Linked DNA regions of Arachis hypogaea: region 1 is linked to region 2. Evidence: chromatin contacts called from public Hi-C data. All regions are on one chromosome and are shown on one strand. Each heading gives the region's core, a stretch centred on a gene start, on an enhancer-like site or on the middle of the called end of the contact. The rest is flanking DNA. Distances are from core to core; before and after follow the strand shown.

Region 1 (2,700 bases), core at 162-2,661, 100 kb before region 2:
CGAGGATGGAAGTGGGTTTTAGAGTCCGTTTGGGAAGTAGCAGAAGCTACTTTTTTTTTTTTTACTTTTGGATTACAAAAAGTCGCAATCTATGTGTTTGGCACTATTTTAAAAAAAGCTTTTAACTTTTCGAGAAGTCATTTTACCACTTACTTAAAATAAATAATTTTAAAACAAAAAAATCTACTTTCCTTCTTGATTCTATGAAAAAATGCTGACCATTCATCACCATTTTCACACAACGTCTGCTAGAAGTATTGGCCTTCCACCATCATTCTCACGCAATGTTCTAAGTCTCACCATTTTTACGTAACATCTGATGGAAGTATTGATACTCCACATTTTCAGACAATATTACATCTGAACAACTTACTGCATATATTCCTTCTAAATATTTTTTATTATTTTATCACTATTTTTTATTATTAAATTTGTATTCAAGTGTGGTATGAAATTTCAGTTTTAATTTTATAGCTTATTATTATTTTCATAGTTAATTATAACAAGTTCTTGACCTCAATAAAGGAGAAGAGAGTTCTAATAGGAGTAAAAATAAAAAATAAAAAACAGCAATAAAATATACATTGACACATATTTTATATTTATTTTTTATTTTCACCTATCATATCATACACAATATTAGTGATTAGGTTATGTAAAATCAACATTCAATATTGGAAAGTATTTGTTATCATGGTTATTTTAATATTCATTCTTTTTTATAAAAAAAAAATTATTTTTGAGTTATTTATCCAAACGCTACAACTTTAAAATAAGTACTTTTATAACTAAAAATCCAAACACAAAATAACTTATTTATAAGCTGCTTTTTTTTTTTTTTTTTTGGTGACTATTTATAAGCTGCTTTTAATAAAAGTCCTTATGTTTTAAGCTCCTTTTCTAAAAGAACTTATTTAAGTTATTTACCCAAACTGGGCTTTAGTCTTTCAAGGTTGGAAGTTGCAAAAAATTTGAGGTGGTGGAGTGATTAGGGTTTAACTAACACGTCATCTCTAAACGTTAACTCCAGGTAACTCAATTGATGGTTGGTCACTTTTGTCAAACTTTAAAATCTTTCGGAGATTATTTTGTTAATAACAAAAATCAAAATTTGTTAGCGTCAGAATCTTTCAGATACTATATAATGAATTGCAACAAAAGGCCCAATAACATAAAAAAATATCCCACAACCTTACCATTCCTCTCCCACTACCACTCACGTTGTTCACCCTCTCCTTCCTCTTTCGTTCTAATCTCGCTATTGCACCGCCTTCTAACCAGTGTCGATTACTCTCTGTTGCAGCAAGGAGTTGCGCCTCCTCCCGTTGAAGACGATGTCCACAACAGGTCTCCGAGGCCCATCATTATAGACACTCTTCCTCTTCTTTCCCACTCCCATAGCAGTGCCGTACACCATTGTCTTCACTTGGCTCAACCGCCGCACCACCCCACCACTGTGTCGTTATGCGGCACGCCTCGAGATTGCTGGTGAGTACTACCTCGCGTGAAGCAACAGTGTCTCCTCCGCCTCGAAGGACCTATGAAACTCGCTGCGACAACAAAACTGCAAACGGCTTTCCAAATCGATGCCATTGCAACGCTAGGCCAACTGCCGAATGTCGATCAGAAGTCATACGCTATAAAAGACGCATAAGAATCATGCTATTTTTTTTGGGTCGTTCGATGCTCGCCCAATACACCAGCAACTCCCATCATATGAAATGGGTTTAATGTCCAATTATGAAACCCTTGGAAAAATAGGATGAATCGAAATATAGCTGCTACACCAAAACTGGGTGCAAAGAACCAACCAGACTGACCCAGTGGATAAATCAGGAATACGGAAACAAAAACAGCAATTGGACCAGAGAATGCGATTGCATTATAAGGGCGCAATTGAACAGATCGAGCAAGTTCAAATTGACGTAACATGAAACCTATTAATGCGAAAGCGCCGTGGAGAGCAACAAAAGTCCACAGACCACCTAATTGACACCAACGGGTAAAATCTCCTTGTGCTTCAGGACCCCATAGTAACAACAAAGAGTGTGCTAAACTATTAGCAGGAGTAGAGACTGCAGCGGTTAAGAAGTTACAGCCTTCCAAATAGGAACTTGCCAATCCATGAGTATACCATGGAATCAGCTATTTCTTTGTGGCTCATTCGGTTGTTCTTTTCTACATTGGTGGATGTTTCTTTTGTTGCTGCATCAGTTCACAGGTCTGGCAATTAGCCACAATGGACGTCAGGTGTCCAGCGGCGCGGCGAAAGGTGCTGCATGGAGAGCCGCACGCGTCGCCGCAATCAGGATTGGATGCGGAGGGGAATGGAGAAGAACGGTGACATGGTGGCGCTGGGAGATGTTGCCTGGATAGCAGCGCGTCGCGGCGATGAGGATTCGACGCAGAGGGACCGGCGCCGCTCAGGGATCAGTTACGGTATATGAAGTACAGACACTTTGCTGAGTTGTCATGTCCACGTATCGGATACATTTTGGACACGACACTCATCAACACTCGTCTGACACGCGTGTTTGCTATGTCCAACTGTATCTTAATGAAAAATAAAAAAAATTCTTCTTCGAACATATTTGCACACACGTAAATACCATCACATGTCAGCGTGTTCAGCCTAATTCTTAATATGTATGATTGAAATAAAGTTAGAAATAATATATATTATTATTTATTAAAATAAAA
Region 2 (2,700 bases), core at 112-2,611:
ATTCAAAAATATGTACATGGCAGGAGATTCCAAAAGTAAGTTTGCAAAGCAGAGGATACATATAGCATGAGCCATAAAACTAAATTGTGAAACCTAACTACCTAACAAGAACTAAGCAAGCACATAAAACCTTTTCATAACAATGTGTATAAATTTTACAATGATTAGATTCCTAACCATAAAACAACTTTCTAAAAATGAAAAGTATTCATATCAATAAAAGTGGGATCCGCTTATTGTCACATATAAGTTGGCAACCCTTAGCTAGTAATCATATTCATCACTTATGAACCACATAATTGTTACCCTATGCAAACAGTAAATAGATTGATATTGCGATAGTATACAAACCGTTGAAACTTAAATATAGACGGCATCCATACCTTAACCGCACGCCAGTGATCCAAACACTCTCGATGTACATATTTTGATGTACCTTTGCATTTGCAAGGAGCAATGAAATCTCTGCCTGGGATGAATTAAAAGTAAAATTAACTAAATATATTTATAAAACAGGCAGATAGTAACTGGTAGGATATATCATGAACCATGATAATCTAAATGTTAAGCTAAATAATTAAGTATTCACAAATTCATATACTAGGGAATCGCAATAAATTCAAGTATCAGTAAACTGAGCTAAGAATTCAGAGTAACAACTAAAAAACTAAGAACTACAGCTAGAATTATACACGTAATAGCTCGATATAAATAGTTCAAGCTCAAATTGAGATAAAGCAAATGCATTTAAACAAATAGAGTAGAATCGTGGAACAAGCTCAGAACAGGTGATCGAATCCCTAAGCTGGAAATTAGAAACATTTAAACAGAAAAAAGAGAATGGAAAGGGCAAAATTACCATCTGTTTCGAGACAAATCCGGCATTGGATTTGTTCGGAGGAACCGGCTTCAAGGTCGATGGCGGAAGAGTGGGTGATAGATGGAGGAGGAATTAGAGGAGAAGAAACTATTTGATCCGTCATTAATTAACTAATAATCAATCAATCAATTAATTAATTAATTAATTAAAGGGAAAGTTGGAAGTTGAAGTAAGAGGAAAATGGAAGATTGGAAGGGTAAAAAGGAGAGAAGCGAGAGTGAACAGTGAAGTTGAGTTTAGCCGTCTAGGGGAAATGAGTTGAAGAGAATAACGAAAACCTTCTTGTTATTCCTAACTAATTATGTTGCTTACTGAGTGTAGGAACTAGGAAGAGTTGGTTCCACTCTATCCCTCTTATTCCTTGCTTTCCTCTTTGTATCTCTTGGGTGGAGAACAAATTTCAGTGTTCAATGATTACGCTGCGAAATTAGGAGAAAACAGTGAGACCAAGAATTGAGAATTCCCAAACGCCAAAACTAAACACAACCTTTTCAACTATGAACTTTATTTTGACAGCATGATTTGATTGAGCAAAAAACCATCAGCGACCAATCAAGTTCGATCAAATTGTTATAAATATTTTTTATATTATGCACTATTTATTGTGTATGTATTTTTCTTCATCTTTAAACGTGTTTTTTTTTCTTCTTCCTTATACATTTTTGTAACTTCTTTCTTTTCCCTTTTTTTTTTCTTTTGATATTATTGTCGTTATTTCTTTCAAAATTCAGTTTTTGTCCATTTTTACAAAAAATAAAGCGATCTCTATTAAAAAAAGACACTTTAACTTTCAACTTTTTTATTTTAGGACAATACGATATTTTATTAAAAAATTCGTTAAATAATAACAAAAATTAGTTTGTGAGAGTTTTATTTATATTTTATGGGAGTTTTAAATATCCACAAACTATTAATAAGTTTGTTTTTAAAAAATTCTTTCACCAATGGTGGTTAAGTGAAGAAAAACCATTGATAAAAATGATACCGCAAAAAATTAATTGTAGTACAATACCTTTTAAAGGAAAAAAATAGGGTTAAGCACAATTTTGATCCCTAAGATAGGGGCTGAAAATTTTTTTCGTCCCCAACCTTTTTTGTTTACAAAATCGTCCCTAAAATTTAACTTAATTTTAAGAGTAAAGGACAAATCCGTCCCTGACCTTTTTTTCTGCGGACATTTTCGTCCTCGAGGATTAGAAAATATATTTATGTCCCTGACCTTTTCAAAATGCGGATAAATTTACCCCTCCATTAAAGTGACTCCGTTGGGCTCAATAGAAAATGCTGACGTGGCTCCCGTGGCGCTGACCTGGCCGTTACGGGAGTACACGTGGCATGTAACTTTATAAAACAAGACATATTAGTCCTCTCACACCAAAATGTGTAGCTTTTCAAAACAGGACATATTAGTCCTCTCGCCCTAAAACGATGTCGTTTCAAAACAGGACATATTTCCCCCTGACTCCCTCTTCCACCATCACCTACGCTGCCCCTCCTTTCCTTGTTTTGCATTGTTATATATGATTGAATGTCAGAATTGAATTTGCCATGGGAAGATGAAGTGCTTAATTTTGGAGCGCTTTACATTCTTAATTTAGAGTTTAACTGAGTTCTGATTTTTCTGTGGTTGATGGCAGAATTTGCAAGAAAGGGCTAAACTAGTTGATGTAGGAGGAGGAAGTTCGCCCGGTGTTCCTCACAATTTAAGGTCTTATCTTCAACAATAGGGATTAGACCCTCCTTCAAGCTACCCTATTCCTGAAGCTGGACTAGTTTCTATGGATGACTTGGCTTTTTCTTCCGGTCTCCAACACATGTCA

The links. Hi-C and Micro-C count contacts between places; a contact is called where the count stands out from the background.
Region 1: a Hi-C map of leaf shows a contact between it and region 2, with 2.9 times the contacts expected there. The contact joins the enhancer-like site here to the promoter of LOC112791244 in region 2. A contact is called at or near these places in 3 of 8 Hi-C or Micro-C datasets (all in leaf).

Annotation. Positions count from the first base shown.
Region 1 is chr3:123,826,217-123,828,916 of arahy.Tifrunner.gnm2.J5K5, reverse strand. No RefSeq gene overlaps it. Among protein-coding and RNA genes, the nearest start is that of LOC112791246, 7.4 kb to the left of the region's middle. Within about 2 kb of position 1,411, at least 1 of the 3 cell types and tissues checked has open chromatin away from gene starts, as enhancers often do.
Region 2 is chr3:123,723,325-123,726,024 of arahy.Tifrunner.gnm2.J5K5, reverse strand. LOC112791244 reads right to left here and starts at 1,361. Exons shown (of 7, transcript XM_025833990.3): 1 at 860-1,361; 2 at 384-469. The coding sequence starts at 983.